Linked DNA regions of Mus musculus: all the other regions are linked to region 1. Evidence: chromatin contacts called from public HiChIP or PLAC-seq and promoter capture Hi-C data. All regions are on one chromosome and are shown on one strand. Each heading gives the region's core, a stretch centred on a gene start, on an enhancer-like site or on the middle of the called end of the contact. The rest is flanking DNA. Distances are from core to core; before and after follow the strand shown.

The links. Promoter capture Hi-C pulls out the DNA fragments that hold promoters and counts their contacts. HiChIP or PLAC-seq counts read pairs in DNA pulled down with a chosen protein or histone mark.
Region 2: an H3K27ac HiChIP or PLAC-seq map of stem cell-derived epiblast-like cells shows a contact between it and region 1, with 8 times the contacts expected there. The contact joins the enhancer-like site here to the promoter of 4932412D23Rik in region 1. A contact is called at or near these places in 16 of 39 promoter capture datasets (the 3T3-L1 cell line, 3T3-L1-derived adipocytes, cranial neural crest and 8 more), 4 of 484 Hi-C or Micro-C datasets (all in embryonic stem cells) and 22 of 115 datasets of contacts at active chromatin or transcription factors (craniofacial prominence, differentiating embryonic stem cells, embryonic basal ganglia and 11 more).
Region 3: a contact with region 1 is called in a promoter capture Hi-C map of liver, with 5 times the contacts expected there. The contact joins the enhancer-like site here to the promoter of 4932412D23Rik in region 1. A contact is called at or near these places in 7 of 39 promoter capture datasets (the 3T3-L1 cell line, 3T3-L1-derived adipocytes, liver and 2 more), 2 of 115 datasets of contacts at active chromatin or transcription factors (acute myeloid leukemia and embryonic basal ganglia) and 1 of 9 other capture datasets (liver).
Region 4: an H3K4me3 HiChIP or PLAC-seq map of embryonic forebrain shows a contact between it and region 1, with 6 times the contacts expected there. The contact joins the enhancer-like site here to the promoter of 4932412D23Rik in region 1. A contact is called at or near these places in 5 of 39 promoter capture datasets (the 3T3-L1 cell line, hippocampal neurons, liver and 1 more), 7 of 484 Hi-C or Micro-C datasets (cerebral cortex, forebrain, muscle stem cells and 1 more), 13 of 115 datasets of contacts at active chromatin or transcription factors (the NIH/3T3 cell line, SST interneurons, bone marrow-derived macrophages and 10 more) and 1 of 9 other capture datasets (adipose tissue).
Region 5: an H3K27ac HiChIP or PLAC-seq map of stem cell-derived epiblast-like cells shows a contact between it and region 1, with 8 times the contacts expected there. The contact joins the promoter of Gap43 here to the promoter of 4932412D23Rik in region 1. A contact is called at or near these places in 9 of 39 promoter capture datasets (cranial neural crest, embryonic stem cells, frontonasal cranial neural crest and 5 more), 2 of 484 Hi-C or Micro-C datasets (the N1E-115 cell line and embryonic fibroblasts), 12 of 115 datasets of contacts at active chromatin or transcription factors (embryonic hindbrain, embryonic midbrain, embryonic stem cells and 5 more) and 1 of 9 other capture datasets (embryonic stem cells).

Annotation. Positions count from the first base shown.
Region 1 is chr16:42,873,848-42,878,042 of GRCm38.p6, forward strand. It overlaps 4932412D23Rik (RIKEN cDNA 4932412D23 gene), which reads right to left and starts at 1,740. Exons shown (of 4, transcript NR_040521.1): 1 at 1,585-1,740. It also overlaps a transcript of Zbtb20 not described here.
Region 2 is chr16:42,303,694-42,307,590 of GRCm38.p6, forward strand. The region is part of intron 1 of Gap43 (growth associated protein 43); the gene reads right to left. Among named protein-coding and RNA genes, the nearest start is that of Mir6540, 2.2 kb to the left of the region's middle. Within about 2 kb of position 2,503, at least 132 of the 459 cell types and tissues checked have an H3K27ac peak or open chromatin away from gene starts, as enhancers often do. A contact at or near this core is called in craniofacial prominence, differentiating embryonic stem cells, embryonic basal ganglia and 8 more, where this site is marked.
Region 3 is chr16:43,430,483-43,434,797 of GRCm38.p6, forward strand. The region is part of intron 4 of Zbtb20 (zinc finger and BTB domain containing 20); the gene reads left to right. Among named protein-coding and RNA genes, the nearest start is that of Gm15713, 12 kb to the left of the region's middle. Within about 2 kb of position 1,484, at least 16 of the 459 cell types and tissues checked have an H3K27ac peak or open chromatin away from gene starts, as enhancers often do. A contact at or near this core is called in liver, where this site is marked.
Region 4 is chr16:43,503,874-43,508,140 of GRCm38.p6, forward strand. All of the region lies in intron 5 of Zbtb20 (zinc finger and BTB domain containing 20), which reads left to right. Among named protein-coding and RNA genes, the nearest start is that of Gm15713, 86 kb to the left of the region's middle. Within about 2 kb of position 2,663, at least 90 of the 459 cell types and tissues checked have an H3K27ac peak or open chromatin away from gene starts, as enhancers often do. A contact at or near this core is called in adipose tissue, cerebral cortex, embryonic forebrain and 7 more, where this site is marked.
Region 5 is chr16:42,339,106-42,343,206 of GRCm38.p6, forward strand. Gap43 (growth associated protein 43) reads right to left here and starts at 1,546. Exons shown (of 3, transcript NM_008083.2): 1 at 1,368-1,546. The coding sequence starts at 1,397.

The DNA.
Region 1 (4,195 bases), core at 490-2,989:
CACATTTACAAAACACTGCAAAGTATCTTTAAAAATTTATGAGAAATGATAAGAATTTGAAGTAGTCATTTCTTCTTAAAGTTATGGGGTTAAGTAGTTGCCCACTTTTGTTAAATTTTACTTAATTTTCTCACGTGAAGCTGATTGTTCTGCACAGACTATTTCCTGTAAAACTTTTACTTAGAGTTTATACACAAATTTAAATCCACACTCGGTAGCACTTTTTACTTTGAACATCCTTCAGTTCTCTTATATTTTAAGCAATTTCTAGATTCTGATAGCCACACCCATAATCTTCAGAAAGGCCCTAATGTACTAATGAAGTCAAGGCCTTGTGCTATTTTTTTTTTTTAAGTCAGGGCTAATTTTGTTTTGCTTATGGTCTGCCAGACTTCTACTTAGTCAAAGCAAACATTTGGTGTTCAAAGTATTTAGTGTGTGTCAAGGAAACCTACGTGAAATCCAGGCTTAAACTTACTTCAAGTCTACCAGAATCTATTTTTCAAGTCTATAATCTATAAGATTATTTTCTGTATTAATAACCAATACTACAAATACAGTTTCTTTGTATGGTTGGTGTTTCTGACAAATCCCTTTCGTGACAAATTAAGCTCCTTAAAAAGTATTAGTTCTTATTTTGGCAGGAATTCTTTTTCTTTGTAGAGTGAAAAGCCATTCTTTTTTCCATCTTAGTCCTTTTAAGGAATTCTTTTCAGGAATCTATCCTTGGCTTCCTGCTGGCCTCAGGCCTCACCCCCTTCCTCCTCCACCCCGCCCTTGCCTGACCAGTATTTGTTAGAATTTGGCTCTGGGGAGTACTATGCTGAGTGACAAATGGATGAAGATGAAGGTTTTATTGAAGCATCTGAACTGCATTTAATTTTCCGTGTTGCTTTATTCCTTCTAGCTCCCAGGATATTGAATTTTGTGGGCTTCAGTTGGGTCGTCAGTACTTCAGGCGTTTAGTAATAAGAAACATAATCTGCTTTTTCCGGTAGGATAATAAATCCTCATTGATATTAAGGGCGGCTCTCTGCAGACGGTTTTACACGGTATTTTTCTGTAGAAACACATTCCCTGGGAGTCCTAAAACTGCTCCCGCCTCTCTGTCTCCCTGGGCCTCAGGTCGCCTCCCGCCCAGCGGTCCCTCCCACCGCCAGGATCCTGCTCGCTAGGACATCCACTGCCCGTGACCACGACACCCCTCCTCCCTGCACTGAACCCCTTCCCTCCCCTCCCCCTCTGGGCGAGCCAGACAGCGGGTAACCGCCGCCTCCGCTGGGGCATCCCGGCTCCATAGGCGGCGCGCGGCAGACACCTGCTTCTCACTGGCCGCCGCCGCTGCCCCTCACCCCGCAGTCCCCGCGACAATTGGCCCCGGGCCGCCGCCCGTCATCCTCTAGCCCCTCTTGGAGTCCCGCCTCTATCCTCGGGTCATTTAAGTTTATCACAAATAAATAAATAAAGGAGGAAATAGAAATGCGTAGAAAGTAAAAGCAGTCAGGAGGGGGCGGGGACGTGGATGAAAAGGAGGGTGGGGAAGTGGAGGAGTAAACAACCAAACTTGATCGTGCCTATACTGACCAATCACCGATCACTACAGTCCGGTCTGACGGCCTCTGTCGACCAATAGTTTCCCAGCTCTTGGATCACTGAATAACCAGAGACAGCTGGCCTCTCTACACAGGGCGCTGGTGGGCGGGAAGAGTTGAGAACATTGACCAATAGACTGTTAAAACTGCTCTGAGTGAAGTTTCCGCTCACCAGTTGATGCTTGAGATAGCGGATTGGGTGTCTCCTAGGCCAATCAAAGATGACAGAGATGAGAGAAGGGGCAGTTAGGGGAGGAGCCGCGGAGGGGAGGAGGAAGAGTGCATTTTGTTTATGGGCGGCAACCTCACGAGGGCTGTCCAAACGCTATTGGTCAGCTGAAGCAGCGAGTGGCATGCGAGCCGCCCAATAGTAGGACAAGGTAGAGGTTCGCGGCTTCGGGCGCCCAATGTGGGCCTTCTGCCGAAGAAGTAGGGGCGGGGGGAAGTTTAGGAGTTGAGGAAAGAAGATTAAAGAGCGCGAGGAGGTAACGCCAAAAACTCTAATTTGTTGTGGGGCGGGCGGGAGGGAGGGGTGTGTGCGTGCGGAGCGCGGCCGGGCGTCTACGAGTCGCGGGGAGTCGGGGGTGACGGGCCGCCGAGGAGGGGGCGGGGTGGGGCCGTGGCGCGAGTTCCGAGCCGCAGCCCGGGGCTTCTGCCCCGCCCCGCCCCGCGCGCCCTCCCGCCGCCCCTCCTCGCGCCCGCCCGGCGGCCTCGCGCGACCCTGCGGGGAGGGTCCGCCGCTGGCCCGGGCGGGGCGTCCGGTCGTTGCCACTGCGTCTAGTCTCTCCTCCCCGCTTCTGGAGTCGCGGCTTCCCAGAAGAGGAGCTGAGGGGCACCGGCCGGGGCTCCGGAGCTGTTGGCGGCGCCGGCTCCCGCCCCTCTCCTCTCCCTCCCTCCGCCCTCCCAGTCGCTTTCCTCCCGCGCAGAGAACTGGCTTCGGAGAACCCGGGCTTGGGCGCGTAGCCCAGCCTGCCTTGCTCTCACCCGTAGACAGGGGGGCTTGGCAAGGATTGAACCCTGTCCTCCTCTCTTTAGCCTTTGGGCCCCTTCCGAAACATTAAAAAAAAAAAAAAAAGTTAACGCTCTCTCATACCTTGAGACATAAAACAAAACAAAACAAAATAACAAAACCTACCCCATCCCCAAATACAGGAGTATGGTTTTGAAGTTCATTCAAATGTGGTCCTCTAATTGTTTTAATGCTTTTCCCTGTGTGGGGGGCTCTCAGTGTCCCCCTTCAGCCCCTCCCCTTCCTAAGGATGCAGAAGAGGCAGGAGGCAGGGATTTCGTAAAAGTTGTATTGATAAACACACTTGCACAAGCATATGCTAGGCACACACACAGACTATAAACATTAGCGAAAAACACAATATGGCGTACAGCTACGCTACCTAGCTCGGTAATCTGATGATCTCTTACTCCGAACCGGGTCAAATCAGGTCTGAAGAAGCAAGACAGTTCTCCAGCAGAAATCTGAATGGCATGGGAAAACATTTGGAAGCCTGCACCTGATGGTATAGTCCTCAGAATCATTGGCCCAGATTTAAGTTGAACATGTTACCTTTTTAGACAGTGAAATTTACTATTTTTTAAACACACACACACACACACACACACACACACACACACACCAGAATGTTACTAAAGTGGACTTTTCTCACTTTGGTATTTTCTGCTATAAAAAATTTCAGCGTATACAGTGATTTCAAGTGAACAGTGTTCCAAGTTACTGCTGCAACTTGTTGCCATTGAAAAACTTAGAACATCCAAATACTAGTTTATGGAAAAATAGTGTGAGCTCTCAATTCAAGGAATCAATGGCTAGTTAACGCTCTCACAGGATTTACTGGGATTCCTGGTTTAGCTTCTTGTCTCAAGGACATTTTTCTATATTGTGGGAATAGACCCCAACCCTCTGACCCTCTCCACAAATGACTATGTCAGGATCTGACTACGTTTTGTATTTTTGCGTTACAGTTAGGTTTGACTTGACTTCTAGGGAAAGTAGATGAAACAAACCAACAAACAACTCGCTTATTCTCTCAGATCCTTGCTCGTTAGAATTCCTAATAAATCGTCAGAGTGCCCACGCAGGTAGGACATGGTGGTACTCCAGCATCTCTTGAATCCTCCCAAGAAACTTGGTTTTAGAATTGTTGAAGAACCACAGATGGTTCTGTTCAGTTGCTCTAGTGTAAAAGCCTAAGATTGGGGTTCTGAATTCCATTGAATTCCATTTGCAGAACTTTGTGTCTGAGGTCAAACGGTGCTGAAATAAACCTGTGAGGAGAAGAAATTGGAGTTTTCTGGAAGTCTCTGAGCTGCCCAGAGAGTGAGGCAATCAGGCATTGGGGCTTTGATTCAGGTCTTAGATGACAGAAGTACAAGCATTTCAGCTATGAAGAGCAGGTTGACAGGTATACCCCCACCAGGCTCCAGAGCAATAATGCCTTTTCCTGATGACCTTCTAGTGTTTATTAGGTTAGAAAAAAAAGCTTAAAAATGATTAAATTTTATCCATGTTCTGGAAGCTGTCTTTGTTTGTCTGCCTAGGTAGGCCAGCATTTTGGGATTCTCACTATACCAAGATCCTGAGTTTATTG
Region 2 (3,897 bases), core at 1,253-3,752, 570 kb before region 1:
TTGCCACCAGAGCTGAGCAAATTGTTTATGTGTGAAAGGTTTGTGGAACCAAGTTAAATGGTGCTAAGTCACTAGATAAAAGATCACACCCTTTAGCTCAAGACACCAGCCTCTAGAGATGACTTCTAACAATCTCCAGCCTGGCTGAGGACAGGCAGTGAATGGCATCCATACTAGCAAATCGAGCTGTGACCTGGCAACAGGACCATAAAAGGGTCCTTAAATCTCCCAGGGCTGCTGCATCTGTGCAAAGAAAAAGCAAAGAGGAAAGGCAGGCAGGCTACAGGGCCAGAAAGACCAGCCTCCTCTGCACTACTGGGAACAGCTGGCAATGGCCACTCTCAGTGCAGACTTGCCTGGCCCAGGTTTACTGCATCTATATCTTAACAAAACTAGGAACATTAATGTGAACAGTGCTGGCCATATCACCCACACCGCCTGTTCTGCGAAATCCACAGTTCCTTCTGAATAGCACTCTACATGGAAAGCTGTTTTCAAGGATTGACTGTTTATTGGATTTAGAGAAATGAGGAATATAGGAGGGGAGGAAGGGAAGAGGAGAAGAAGAAAGAGGAGGAGGGGGAGGAAGGGGAGGAGGAAGAAGAAGGTAGAAGAGGAGGGAGAGGAGAGTAAGGAGGAGGGGGAGGAGGAGGGAAAGGAGGAGGGGGAAGAAGAAGAGGAGGAAGAAGAGAAGAGTTGTCAGGTGTCCAGGGCTCCCTATTTGACCCTCCCAACCTGCCTGAGACCTGTGAAAGTCCTTATACTTCAGTGGATTCAGTCTACCTATCTGATGAATCAAACACCCCAAGCATCAAAGCTCTACCAGCAGATGATTATGTGCATTTTTTCTGATTTTCTGTTTCCCTAGAAAATGAAGCATCTGAGATTTGTAATCTAATTGCAGAATCTAGTATGGATGGGGTCTCCTCCCTGGACTTTGGCCTCTACTGTCACTGATTTTATCATAATTACATATGCTTAATTGTTTATATGCATTATCATAAATAGCCACTTCCAGTAGATCACCGAGCTGAAAAGGGAAATCCCGCTGGCAGCTATGGTCCTACGCTTGGTTCCTTACAGTGGAGGGTGCCTTTACTATATATAGTACCTATGAATTGACAAATGAATCATTTCATTGTCAAATAGATACTAACATCCTGTAAACGCCAGTCGATAACATGCTGATACCAGCTCTTCCTAAAGGCTGGCACTACACCATTCATTAGTCAGCAGAAAGTCACAGCTTCCCCAAAGCCTCTGTGATAAGGGAGGAAAGGATTCTAAAGGAATACCTAAGTTACCATTTAAAAAGTCACACTGTGAGTATATGTGAATAATATGATCACAAGCTGGTTGGAGGAAGAAAGTCAGATGGCTAAAAATAACGAAGATATGCAAATATATACACATATACACATTATATATGTGTGTGTATATGTATGTATGTATATATATATATATATATATATATATATATATATACATTGTGTGTGTGTGTGTATGTGCGCGCATGCACGTGTGCTGGCCTGCCCAGTGTCATCTTTCCACATAGTAGTTTCTGTGTGATCCTGGGTCCTTGCACAGCTGCCACCTCCTAGGCAGGGACCCATGGAAGCTAGCTGGAGGCTTCTCGCTATTCTTCCATTTGTGAGTGTGATGTCACGTACAGCCCCCGACACCACCCTATCCCACTGCCAGTCTCCGAGATTCATTCATGTTACTGGATGAATGAACAACCCTGGTGCCAGGTGTTTCCAAGCCAAGAGGAAATCTCACAGTATCTAAATTTCGCCACATGGATGGTAATTTCACTTCTTTCCACCTGCTTCATTTACTGTCCTCCCAAGTTTGGAGAGAGAGAGAGAGAGAGAGAGAGAGAGAGAGAGAGAGAGAGAGAGAGAGAGAGGACTGTGTGCAGTTACTCAAGAAACCTAAATAAATGTAAATGAATACTAATAATTCCGAAGGGTCATTGTTTTCAAATGGAGTCCCTGGTTTTGCCTTAGCTGGCTTTCTCTTTTGTAACATCTTCCATGATTCTTACTTAGTTTGCAAATGTCTGATTCTGCTGAGGTAAAGAAACCATCCAGCCCTTTGCTATGGTCTCCCCTTGTCCCGCTGAAGGAAACAGTGAACATAGCCTAAGGGATGCTAATGTGCCCTTAGCAGCCTCCAAGTCAGGGAAAAAAAAATGGAGACAGACTTCCAATTGACCCAGTTAGCTTTTCCCATTCTTTGTCACCTGCTGTGTAACCCACCCAGGTCTCTGCATAAGCAGCAGGAGCAAGCTGGTTGATTTAAGAAGACTAAGAAAGGAGCCCAGCCCATTGGCCCTCACTGTTCTTCTGAGAGGTCTGGGACAGAGGCTCGAGCTTTTGTTCTTCAAAACAAGCCTATGCAAGAAGCAATTACCTCCCAAACAAGAATTCCCTAGCGCTCTGAGAGAGCATTAAGACTAGATGCTTGCTGAATTGGAGGAGGGGCTCCACTAGTTGCAGACCTCTGGGCGAACACTAGGGCTGTGCGGGTGGGGCATCCGAATGATCAGTCTGTGCTCCGCCCTGGCATCCTTAGGATCTGGGGTCTCAAGCCACGCCCTCAGCCCCACCACCACTCCCCACCCCGGCAAGCTGAGAGGTGGGGGCTCTGAAAGACAGCAAGACAGAGACAGACAGAGAGAGAGAGAGAGAGAGAGAGAGAGAGAGAGAGAGAGAGAGAGAGAGAGAGAGAGGAGCATGCTGAGGCTGAGAAACAAAGCGATGAGATCACCCGGAAGGAGCCAGTTCCATCGCGGAAGACAGAGAATGAAGTGCAAAGTAGGGATGACCAAAGGAAACAGATGTCAAAATGTAGGGAGTAGGGCAGATCAACTAAAGCACAGAAAGGAAGCCAAAAATCAGTGTGTGCAAGAAAGAGCGGAAACTGCAGAGAGGCCAGTCAAAATCAGCGTTGCTTAGGGAAAAAGCAAGTTAGTTTCAGCCCCCTCCTCTGCTCCCCAAAGTCTGGGGTCTTGTCAGTTCCTTATTTTATACAGATTTTGTATATCAAGGGTAAGAGGGTGAGCTTCAGGGTGCCCCTGAATCCAAACCATCAGGCAGTGTGTTTAATTAATTTCTCATCTGAGTGTCCATAGAATGTCCACAGTTTTTCTAAGCTCAGTGCTGCCTGTTACTTCTGTACCTCTAGAAAAGTGTCTTTGTTATTAGGCCGAGTTATTGAAAAGAAAAAAAAAAGATCAAAACATACGAAACACATAAACTGTGATAGGAGTGAAGAATTTGGTAATAACTGACTGAGAGCAGTCACCTAACCCAGATAACATTCAAAGGCACAACTTCGAAGGTAATTACAGGAAGGAAAGCCTGAAGACTGATACATTGCATGATGGGAGAAAAAGGGAGGGGTTCGATGCCAGGATGGTCTGTGGGCCTTAGGGAACACTCTTTGGACACTTATGGATGTAGTGACTGAGCCCACTAAGTGATCTAGATTCTTCTCTCTTCCTCACAGGGAACTGCCCAGTACCCTGGCTGTTCTGGATCAGACAGCACTCAGTAGTAAGTGCTGGTAGCTGAAAAGCCCTTTACCTAACGTTTCTTTCTTAAGCCTGAAGATGACCATATGACAACTGTATCCTTATGCCTAAGCAACTCTCCTCGTCTGCACTTACAATTCAATGTGGCTCTTTCTCAGGTGCCTATTAATTTGACTCTTCTCTCTATCCAGTCTCCTCACCCAACAGTTCCTTCTACCATTTAACCAGGCAGCAAGAAGGTTCCCTTGAAACGCCATTTAGCTACCCTCTCTCCCATAACGTTGCTCTTGAGAATCGAATTCTGACACAAAGGTTTCAGGTAAACAGTAGGTTTGTAACCTTCCTTCTCACTACTGTTG
Region 3 (4,315 bases), core at 234-2,733, 560 kb after region 1:
ACTTAATTTAAACTGCGTGGTTGGTTACCTATCTCTCTGGCAATTCCGTATAAAGTTTTATTACTGTGAAATAGAATAGGGTAGGGATTTATGTCACACAAAAATGAATTTCCATGGATGGGAACACACATGAAATAATTTAAGTAAGCAGTATGTCAAATGAAAATTTAAGATGTTAGAGCTGGTGGTATATAGGGAAGAAGCAACAGAGGAGGTCTGTGTAATAGATGATAAATATATCACAGTTAGAAAAAAAGAAGGGACCTGGTTGCTACAGTGGGTTTTTTTTCTAATGTTGAAGAATTGTGGAAAACACTGAAGAGTAAATTTTAAGAAACCAAAACAAATTATTAAATAGGGGCAGCCTCATTTGTACATCAAAGAAAAATATATTACTTAAGTGTGAGCCCATAGTTCCAAAATGTTCCATTTTGTTCCAAAATGAGCAATACCCACAACCCTAGAATTTCATGAGGTATGCACAATAAAGACATCTTTTAAAACTCCAGTTCACAAAGGTTACTAAAGGGCCATCAGTGAGCACAGCTCCATTTACCTCATAAAACTCCTTCCTTGTCATTGCTTGCTTTGGTTTCAGATAATGAGAATTAGGGTGAAGAGCATGTGTTTCAAATATGAGAGACTGGTCTAAGAGTCTTACACACCTTACATACCATCTTACAACTGATGTTAAGGTTCTGTGCAGGCTTTAATGGAATGCTGGCATCATAAAATGATATGAAAAACTTTTTTCATTATATTCTGTACTTGTGGTCTTTTTTTAAAAACATAGTCTGTGCAAGAAATTCAGAATAGTAGATATTTGACATAGGGTTTAAGAATCCTATTTTTAATTTGTCTCCCACTTCCCTAATCCTTAAGCTTAGACTAAACATCTCAAAAACACTATAAAACTAGGGTTTTATGGCTGGTTCCAGTAAGAGACACAGCAGAGAAACTAACTATCCTACTATGTGTCCTATTGCTGTGATAGCATACTGTAAACAAACATATCCCGATCCAAATCCATCATTGAGAGAAACCAAGGGGTTAGTACAAGCACAGACCATGAAGGAGTGCTGGTTAATGGCTTGTTATCCACTGGTCACACAGCTTACTTTGCTATAAACCAAGACCATCATCCCAGGAGTGGACCACTCACAGTCAACTGGGCCCTCCCACATCAAACACTAAGCAAGAAAATGTTCCACAGACTCACTTACAGCCCAGTCTGATGGGACACTTATCAGTTTCTTTTTTCCAGATGACGCTAACTTGTGTCTAGCACAGTAATGTGCTTCCAAGTACTACTTCTAAGTTGATGTCATCCTCAGGGAAAAGAAAACATAGGGAAGGAAGAGTGATGTGCTCCGGAAGGGCAGAGATTGTATTGCTTTGGAACTTGCCCTTAAGGTGACTGTCAGATGCTAAGGATGTCCTGGACTACTCAAGATGCCACAGGTCCTGCAGAGCTCAAGCTCTGCAGCAAGGTCTTGGATAGAGTAGCTGCCTTTGACCACATGGTAAGTCCTGAGAATGGACAGGGTGACCCAAGCAGAAGCTTAAAGGGAAAACTCCTGGGAATAGAACTAGAACATTTCAGTACTTGGGAAGCAGAGAGGATAGAAGAGCCAAAGAGAAGACAAGAAAGGATCCAAGAGAGAAGGCAAAAACAAAAAAATCAGCCACTGTTGATAAGGAACCGAAGGTTAACTGCCTCAGGCACAGCACTGGTAAGCTTGAATCAAACTGAAACTAGAAATAGCCACCTTCAGCAAGGAGAACGCCCGCACTGACACAGCATGCCCAAAGAGCACTGTTCTGCTTGAATGTGGAGCTGGAATCTCATAGGTGGTAGAAGCCTGTTTTACTAAAATACTTGCCATTTTTTAATGTTTAATTAGTGGGGGTGGGGTGCACGCGTGCACAGCAAGGGATCCAAAAGCCTTGCCCTAAAAGCACCCCTTTTTTATGTACACTCATAGTTCTTACCTTTTTCAATTAATGTTCTTTCACTTGCTATTGTCCTAATTTTTAGAAATAATTCTGTGTGTACTTTAAAGATAAATTGTTAGGAAACAGTATACAAAATATATTAAGTTGCTTTAGTGACCACAGTGTATTTTCAAACCAAAAATAAGTGTAAAAATAATATTATCCTCTACTTATATAGAGTAAGACAAATAGCTATGGTACTCTTTAATCAAAACTATTTCTATTACCTTCTGTAATTTCTGAACTAGTTATGTTCTATTTTGAAATCATTGAAATAACTACAGTTTGGAGAGAATGAATAAAATGCATTTATTGCACACAAAGCTCTTGCATATAAGTAAAAAAAAAAAACATGATAGAAATCATTGTGAGACATAAATGGTCTCTTGGAATAGAACCAGTGTGTCTGGTTTAGGAGGGCTCTTACTTCAGGTAATATTAGATTCTCTAATACATAAACCTGCAAGGCTTAGTGGATTAACATAATAGAACTTTCTGTTTTGCTCATGCAAAACTAATCATGGATTCAGGTTGGCAGAGACTCCATCATCTCTTGGACATGGCTTTTAGAGTAACCTTGAGTATTACATCCAGACAGAAGACTAGAGAAAACGAAAACAACAGAGAAAAGTTTTTCTGAGCCAGACTCAGAGCAGTATGTATCATTCCACCAGGATTCCATTGGCCAGAATGTGGTCACGAGGCTCTGTTTTCATGGAAGCCTGGGGAAAGGAGGTTTCCTGCATGCCCAAGAGAAAGGTAAAAGGTCTTTGGAATAGTCAACAATTGCCTAAGGACCAGAACTGGCCTCTTGGGTAGGATTTAGGATGGCAGACAATTAAGTACATACGGGTGTTACAGAATGAGAAGGGAGTGGCAACGGAGGAGCCCGTTCCAGCCCCACCCCTTTGTGTAGATGTAGGGCTGTAGAGTCATCGTAGGTTTCATATAAGCTCCATAACAGTAGTGTTCCTCTCTCATCTGAAAATGCCATGCAGTCTCAGAGATAAAGGGATCTGCCATGCGTGGCAGTTTACTTAGCTGGATATTGCATTTATTAAAGCAGAGAAGAACTGTAGGTATTCACCTTAAAACACTCTCATTTCAGAGGAGAGGCACCCAAGGAGGTCATGGACTCTAGATTTGACACAGTGAGTCACTGTTAAAACGAGAGCAAACCCAGGGCTCTAAGCTCTACTCAGTGCTTTCTGTGATCAGAGAAGAAGGTTGGCATTTATTTTACCACGATTTTGCAGAAATAACCATAGAATTTCATCATAAATTAGTTTGGTCTTACTTTAATTCCTACCTTCAAACTAATGGAAATCATCGGTGCTAGTATGAAATTTATGCTAAGGGTATAAATAAATATAAAACATACTTATTCTAAGGGGGGATGCATTTTATATTCTATTCTGGAGACCAGTGTATGTGTTCGTGTTTCTCTCTCTCCTTCCCCTCTCTCTCTCTCTCTCTCTCTCTCTCTCTCTCTCTCTCTCTCTCTCTCTCTCTCTCTCTCTCTCTCTCTCTCTCTCTCTCTCTCTCTCTCTCTCTCTCTCTCTCTCTCTCTCTCTCTCTCTCTTTCGTCTTATGTCGACATTTTATGTCCACAAACAAGGATGGATAAAATCAACATATTACTGTTATTCTTTTACCTAAATTTTCAAAGAGAAGAGAACAAAAGGTGACTGACAGGCGAGTTGCATGGCTATAATTGAGTCTGTGTTACTTTTATTGTTACAGGATTTTAATTGGCATAGATGCCTAAATGTATATCAAAATGCATGTCACAGCTTTTGTACAAAAATAAATTTGACTTTAGAACACATTTTCTTTAGTGAGAATAATAAATTATCTTGGAGCTTATGATTCTCTACTTTTAAAAAATCATAAGGTCAGTTTTTAATTAAAAGATAAGAAAAGTACTCAGTGTCCACGTAGTTAAAATCAGGATAATATAAACAACAACAACAAAAAAAGTTCAAAGGAAAAGTCTCAATCCATCTTCAGAATAATTGGCGCAAGGATGGCTTCCTATAGAGACCTAGAAGACCAGCTTTGAGGACTCTCATGTCGCAGTGTAAGGAAATTAAAAACTGCACAATCTACTACCCAGAAGTTATTCTAAACTTCTTTCATTCTAATCATGAGTTAGAATTGTTTTCGTCTACTAAACAGATCTCTTGGATTCAAGATCTCTTGGATCATTCTCTTTTCCAAAATAGCTAACAAGAAGACTAAATGGTCAGCCTCCATTATATGAAATAAACATATATAATAGTAAATTAGAGCTATTGGTAACTAGTGTATGTATTCTTAA
Region 4 (4,267 bases), core at 1,413-3,912, 630 kb after region 1:
TGAGAGGCTGTGGGCATTTGTGTATGGGAGCAGGGAGAATGGAAGCAGTACACGGGGGTGGGAGAGAGTGTGGAGTGTGTTACTGTCTTCCCTGTCTTTGTGCACCCCTGGGGGGTACCCAAGTTCATTTCTAGCAGGTGGATTTAGACAGGAGTTACTTAACGCTTGACCGCCAGTTTTGAAAAAAAAAAAAAGAAAAAGAAAAGAAAGAAAGAAAAAGAAAAAAAAACGCTGCTTCCTATGTCTGCTAAAAGGAAGCTCCAATTTCTCCTCTCTCTCTCTCTCTCTCTCTCTCTCTCTCTCTCTCTCTCTCTCTCTCTCTCTCTCTCTCTCTCTCTCTCTCCCCTTCTCCCTCTCTGTCTCTCCCTCTCCCCCATCCGTCTTCCCCTCTCTCTTCTTTTTTTCCTCTTCTAACCAGACAGCGGGAGGGTTCCTGGCTCCCAGCCAGCCCAAAAGCCTCTAAGTGTTTTGCACTTGTTTCAGGGAGTAGCTGCCCGGGGATTTTTCAGCATTTTCACTGGAGAACAAAGAGTTCTTTACAAAGGGAAGGGGGGGCTTAATGTCTGATATATGTTTTTCTATTTTTATTAGTTTTTTTGCCTAAAAAAGAAAGAGTCAGGAACAGAACATTACTCTATAAAAACACAAAGACATTCAAAAGAAAGCTAGTTATCTTTTCTCTCCATCACCCCTACATATATACATGAAAAATTAAAAGGAATGACTAATTAAGTTGGCTGTGTTGCTCTTTTCTCCTCCTCTAGTCTTTCTAAATTCAACTGCTCCTCTGCCCGCTTTGCTGTTCTTTCCCTACTCACTGCAAAAGTTGCTCAGGGTGCATCTTCCCTTAGCATGTCTGTTCCATTTTTGTGTCCCTGAAATCTTGTGGAAGAAAGAATGAGAGTCCATCAAATAATTGATTTAGGGGCAAGAACATCCTCTACTTTTGCCACTTTTTTGGGTAAAAAGTTAATTATGGAATTGGAGCTCCCAAAATACCAGTGGGGTACATCAGCTCATTTGATCTCCCAAGTTTTTGCATCCATCTGTGTAAAGGGCATCTCTGTGTCACTTGTCAGTTATAAAGGAGAGGTAGTAAGGGAGTAGGTGTTTATATTTTGTTTCTATGATATAAATTACCAAACTCCCAGAGACATTACTTGTCCCATCTATGATATATTAGTTCAAGCAAAATGTAGTCTAGACGGAGGTTTTCTCAACAATTCTGATTGCCATGTAGCTTTGTATTCTGTTTGATGTTTTGCCTATGCGTATGTATTTCCACTATGAATTTGTGTTTGTAGTAAACATTCTAGAATGCTTATCACTTTCAAATTAATCCTCTAACAAAAGAAAAGAGAAATCAGGACGGGAACTGTATGAGCAAAGTATAGTAAACAGTTTATCTTTTAATACATGCTGTACATTTTATATTTTTATACTAATATCCTTAACTTATAATCCCAGGGAAATGCTTTCTTTCTGAAAGTTCTGCTCTTAATGTGTTTATATTTTGAGTGTCGTTTGGTAATCATTTGAGGTACATAATGGACACTAAACTGAGCAGAGGGGAAATAGCTACAAGCGCCACCACAAAACCCTGAAAATGCAGACTAGGCTGAGCACCTAAGTGTGGCTCAGAGGGAAACAACTACAACAGTTGTCCACGAGTCAGAAACTCTCTCCTCCTCTTCCTCCCATTTATGGAAAAATAAAACTCATTCATTATCCCTGGGGCCGGACACTATAAGAAAAACTAGAGGTACATATATTTTCCCATGTGTATGAACTGTACGTCTATCTGTGTTTCTAAAGGGCACAGTGCTTATGGGGCAGAGGGCAACGCCTCACTAGTCAGCCCTCCTGGCTGGGAGGGCTGAATGCCTTGTGTTTGAAGTAACTTGATAACAAGGGGTCTTTTCGGGAACCCGTCTATGTGTGTGCTCCTTCAGTAATGACCCTCAAATTAAGCCTGGCACTGGGTGGCCAAGCTAGTACTTGACCTCATGGGAAGATACTAGAAGTAAGGGAAGTCTGGGCAAATCCAAAATTTCTAGGGCCGGTCACTTGTCACAGTTGCATGTTTTCTTGCGGGAAATTCTTGAATTCCACTCAAAAGTCTATATTTTTGTAGAATTTGTAAACGATCCTAAAATGAAAGTCACTCACCAAAAATAAAAGAAACTAAGTCTTTAAAAAGTTTTAGCTTAAAGGCAAGAGGCTTGGGGATTTTTTTCTGCCCTTGCTCCCCACCCCAGCCCCCACACATACTTTGCTTGGTTTCTTTTTCTTTTCTTCTCTTTTTTTCCCCTCTCCTGAATCCTTTTGTTACTGCAGCTGTTGTACCTGCATATTTGGTTTGTGTGTGTGAGTGTCCTCTCCTCACCCTTCATCTCTCTCCCTGTCTGCTGTTTGGGGTGGCCAGAGGATTTTCTGAGAGGGACAGAGGGAGGACTGGAAGAGGAAGAGGCTGTTGCTGAATGCAGCAGTACCCCCCCCCCCAAGTCAGGCAGCCCCGTCAGCTAGCTGTGCTGGGAGAGTACAGTGAGAGGTGATAGCTGTCATTCTGGGATTCTTCGTAGGTCTGACCTGAGAGTAACACACTCAACAGTCGAGGAGAAAGGGGAACATAGAGGAGGAAGAAAGAAACGCTCTTTGAGCTGGAATACACTGGCCCTTTCTTCCTGGAGGCAATCCGCTCTGGTTCTTGGCGACGTGTCCTGCACTATCAGATATCATATGACTTTTTATTTAGATTTCTTTTTGGAGAATGGCCTGTTAGGACTCTGTTTGTTTTCTTTTATTTAATTTCCTTCTCCCTTCACCCGCTAGTTTTGTGTATCTGTGTGTCAGAGTGTGTGCACGCATGCATATGTGTGTGCAGTTTTTATCTTTGTTTTTGTTCTGTTGATCGGATGCTTTATTTAAGGACAAAGCTTTAATTATTTCAGTATAGTGGTTTAATCATTTGCCAAAAAGAAACCTCATTCCAGGCTTTTGGGGGCTTGGGGTCCATTTTTAAACACATCCATTAACCCAGGAGGCTGCAGCTCCTGATGCCTGCTGGTCAGACCTTGGCCCACTCCCCCACCCTCACTTACCCCTCCTCCTCAGCAGCGTGCACAGCAGCGTGAGGTAGGAAACACCTGTGCGGAGTTGTGAGGGAAATAAAAGTAGAGGCAACTTCTTCAAATCTGGGCTCCTGCTTTCACTTTAATAAACTTTTTTTTCCGATCTTTGATTTTTTTTTTCTTTTCTTTTTGGCACCCTCTGTTGAGCTTGAAAACATCAGAGATAGTTAAGGATATGTCCGTGGCGCTTTTGTGAGGCCAGCTGAGCACCACTGGAAAGTGGAGCAGGAGTTGCAATCTATTCAGAGACTTAAGATTAAGTAAGAGATTTAAATAAGGTCTTTGAGATCTGTGCGCTGCTCGGTCAGGGTTTGGTGATAGGTGGTAGATGGGGTATTTAGGGTATTCAAGGCAGGGAGAGAGAAAATCCCAAACTGGAGAAAGACGAGCAGTTTTGCTGCAATTAGTACTTTTAAAACCTTAACTCAATCGAATTTTTATTTTATGTATCTCAAAATTTAGCTGACCAATATGTGATCAGCTATCTTTCCATGCTTGCTGTGCAATTATACTGACAATTCTTGCTGAATTTACCCTATAATTTCATGTATTTTTTTAGTTTTGGAGAGTTCAGATTTTAGTTAGAAAAAAAAAAAGCATAACTTCTCTCGATATGCCTAAAGTGGTCTATACATTATTCTTGCCATACTGAACATACTAGATTCTGATTGTATGTGTATGTTTTTGTGTTACAACACACAAGACTGCCTTAAAGACTCAGGTGACCGCTACATCCTTCAGACCTGTAGATTTTAGCTTCTTGTTACTTGTTCTGAAATTATTTTTCATGGACCTTTAATGTGCAATGTCTTTTTTTTTTATAACCAATTGTGAGTTTTGTTGAAACTTGAAGAGAAATTTATTCCACCCCTTTAAGAGTACCCAAAAGGGAAGGGAGAACTATTCTCTTTCAGCTCAAAAAAAAAATTTTTTTTAGAAACCTTTTTCCCCCAACGGAAAACTCCAAAACAGCTCTGTCTCAGAACGTTAAACTTGGCATGGGTAAGAAATGTGAGTTTTGCTTTGTTTGAGGAAATTTGTTTTCGAGACAACAATGTTATAAATATTTTTAAATTGCCTGCTGAGCATGCGCTGTCTCTGACTTTATTCATAGTTTTAAATACACACCAATGCAA
Region 5 (4,101 bases), core at 296-2,795, 530 kb before region 1:
TCTGTACCCTCCCCCATCCCCTTTGGATTCAGAAAGTGTCTAACAAATTGTCCAATTTCCAATACCTGCACAAGAATAATGCCAAATACCCCTGTCTTGCACCCCGCCCTTACAGCAATCAGTTTGCAGAGGGGGTCTACAACCACGACTGCCATCCCACCCCACCCCGCCATGGGCACACTCACACACAGGCACACACACTCATTCCAACCCCACACCCATTTTTTTCTTTCTTAACCTTCTCTAAAAATCACTCAAACATGCTCCTAGGGGTGTTTGAAGGCTACATTTGGAGAGCGTTCCTGTGCTGTGGATGACTGCAGGATCCCAAGCACCCTCACCTCAATTAAGTTTCTAAAACGTCTTTCACGAAATAAGTGAGCAATTTGAAATAAAATGGAAAAAAATAATCTAGGCGGTGGGGGAGGGGAGGTGGGGGATTGGGATTCTAGCTCCTCTTGGACAGTCCCTCATCCTGAGGACCACGAGTCACCCTCCTCCAGGATATTAACACACCTCAGGTCACTGCTAATGCCAGCAAAGACTCACAGGAAGAGGGGAAAGAGAAAAGCCCCGGTTTCCAACAGGTAATACGGGCTCGGCTCCCCTTTCCCATCCCATCTCAGCTCAAAGCTCCTAGGGGCGTGGTCCATCCTCTTCCCGGACCAGCTGGCACACAATCCGTTCCTGATCTCAGGAAGGGGGTTTTCCCCCTCGGCATAGGCAGTTCTCCCCCAACCCTTGTTGTCTTTAGGCTCTCTTTAAAAAATAAAAAATCTCCTAAATCAGTTTCATTCATTCGTTAAATAAATAAATAAAACCTTCACATGTTTTCCCACATACACCTGCGCCCCTTTGAAGCTCACGCGAGCACGAAATCAGGTATCTTCCGCGGCACATGTGAGAAAATTTGAATCACGGAACAGGCAATGTTGAAATGTGACTATAATTCCCCCAGACCTAATTTTCCACAAATAATATCAAGATTAGCTTTTTTGATCTCGTAGATAGAGCCCACATCGTCCCCACACCCCTTTCTGCATCCACACCCTCAAAACCAGAGACCTAGCGGCTGAGCACTTACTAATAGGCGAGGGGAATCATATTTCTAGCCAAGCCGGCATATTTCTCTCCCCTTACCCTAATTAGTAGCAGCATTCCAAAAACCAGATCATGAAAGGCAGAAAAGAATAACGCCGGGATGCAAGCATCAGTTACCGTATGCTAAGGAAGCCAGAGCATCATGCCAGGGCAGAAGCAGTTTTTTTTTAAAAAAAAAAATTTTTTTTTCTGCCTTTCACGAGGAAACCCTGTACTCTGATAATTTCACAACAGCAAAGAAGTAAAAAAGAAATCTTTAGCTCTACCTGTTTGGTTCTTCTCATACAGCACAGCATGGTGGTATCTTCCCCTGCCTTCTTCCTGCCTTCTCTCCTTTCCTCCTCTCTTCCTTATTCCCCCCCTCTCCACCTCTTTTCTGCTCGCTTGCTCACTCGCTCTCTCGCGCTAGCGCGCTCTCCCTCCCTCCCTCCCTCTCCCTCCCTCTCCCTCTCTCTCTCTCTCTCCCTCACACACACCAGGGCAGTTAGCAGCAACTGTAAGGTCCACAGCTATTGCTCACCGCACACGCACATTCTCTCTCTCTCTCTCTCTCTCTCTCTCTCTCTCTCTCTCTCTCTCTCTCTCTCTCTCTCTCTCTCTCTCTCTCCCTCTCTCCCCCTCTCTCTCCCTCTCGTCCCTTCCTCCTCTTTCCTTCCTCTCTCCTTTTCCTTCCTTCCTTCTCCTCTTTCCTCCACTCCCCACCCAATCTTTTTCTTCCTTCTCCCTGGGTCCCTTTCTCAGAATTGTTTGCTAGCTTCCAGTGACTAATCACTTCCCGTAGCCCCTACCCCCATTTCTAGACAGTCACCCCCTCCCAGTCCCCTGCCAGCCTCATGAATATTTAAACACCTCCAATCTGGACCCAATTACCCACTGACTTTCCGCACTGCATTGGGAGGGCTATGGGGTGGGGGTAGAAAGGATATTCCAGAGAGTTGGAGAGATTGGATGGAACATGTTTTAGGGAAGTGGGGCCCGAGGAATGCTCCTGTTTCTTTTCTAACTCTCCTCTTTCCCAGTACCACAAGAAGGAAAATGCAAAGAGGACCTAGAGGTGCACATAAGTTACAGCTGCCATTAGATTTTACGCGCAGTTGATAATCATGGAGGTTCAGTTTTCTCAACACTAACTGATTTTATTTATATAACCTAACTGCACACATATGATACTCTTAGCTATGCACAAATATATCACCTACAAATGTGTCAGTACGCTACACACACACACACACACACACACAGCAGTCAAGCATTCTGAGCACTTGAATGTGGAATAAACTATGGTCTAGGAATTAGACTCCATATCTAAAACTACATAGTGGGTTATTTGCTTATGCACACAAGCTTCTTTGACAGTTGTGATTCTTTCTAATTAGCTTAGTGTCTGTGAATGACAGATTTCTGTAACACTAACATTTAATGTCTTACATTCTGAGAGCAATGGACACAGGTAAACTCTGTCTTGAGGAAAGATGCATACCATGAAGTCCACCTCAGTTCCTTCTAGTGCCTCTGCTATTCTGGGGGGAGGGGGGCGATATGACTTGTAAATCTGTATTGTGCAAAGTTTAGACATTTGGTATTGTGTGGCCTTGGAGAGCCCTTTACATCTATAAAGTGGCTATAATAATGTCAGTCATGCCAACACATTTTAGGACGGGAGGCAATGTGCACAGGACACTCTGGAGCCACTCTTGACATAGGTAGTTTTACAGACAACTTTTCTGAAATGTTGGTAACATTTCTAAGTGACTACGTCAAAGAACTTTCCAGATGATTTCTTATTGTTCATTACTGATGACAAGTATCTAATTAAATAGCTCATGTTGTTCTTTATCCCTCCTAGACATGAACTTTTTTTAACAGACAACGGGCAGACAACGTGCTATCATGTTTATTTTGGAACTGCTGAGAGCCTACTTAATAGATTAAGGGGCACGCCTTTTAAAAGATGGCCAGAGTCAGTGATGGTGATACTAGGGATGATGGTTAGAAATTAACACTAGGGCGTCTCTCTGAGAGTGACCCAATTTACAACGCGAAGCCATTTGTTGCCCCCCCCCCTCCTTGTGTTCCTTGGTTTTCATACTTTATGATTTTCTTTAAAAAAAATACCTACATTCTGGGTTTAATAGTCTCTTAACTTTGCAATAATCCCTGTCAGAGCTGAGTCTTCAAAACCAGCTTCCATGGACATAAGTGACAGAAGAGGGCAGAGAATGGATGAGAAGTGACTCCTAATGGAAACATTGAAGCTAGGGATTAGAATCAGTCTTCTAGTGCTAGAAAGGACCAAAGGGAGGAAGCCCGGCCTGCCTGCAGAGCTGTGAGTGTCGGAGAAGAAATAACTTCTTTTACCTTTTACCACTAAAATGGGGTTTATTGCTCAAGCCATAAGATCATTGTCTTTCCCTTCTCTGTCCTCCGCTACCTCAGAATCTCTCCTAGCTTTCCTTGCTGTTTTGTTTATGGGAAGGAACTTGAAAAACAATGTGGCAGACTACAGTCAGAAAAAGGAGGAATGGAATCAGCCCTGGGTAAGGATTGAACTGCACAATGGAATGTTACACCACAATTGTAGCGCTGGCTTCCTCCTCAGCTTCTGTGAGTTCTTTGTCTGGTGGTCAGTGCCATGGGTACAGCCTGGACCTCATTTTGATGGGATTCCAAGACTGGGGATTTTTGACTTGCTCATCCAGCTAATAGGAGATAAACCTAAGACTTCAAAGCCTTTCAAACAACCAAGCTATATTACCACTCAATAGGTGTATGTACCTCGTTGTTCCTGGTTCTTAGTGAACAACCTAGGGAGACTTGGTGTTAAAATGAGCATCCATCAAGCTCAAACTGTTAGATCCACCCATGAAGAACCATCTTCCAAAATCATAAAGCACCATGTTCTTCAGAAAACACACAGAGCAAGCTAATACATTCACCCCAGACAGCAACCTGTAAATTTCTAACCAAATGCCAGCTCCTTGACTACTCTATTGAATTGGT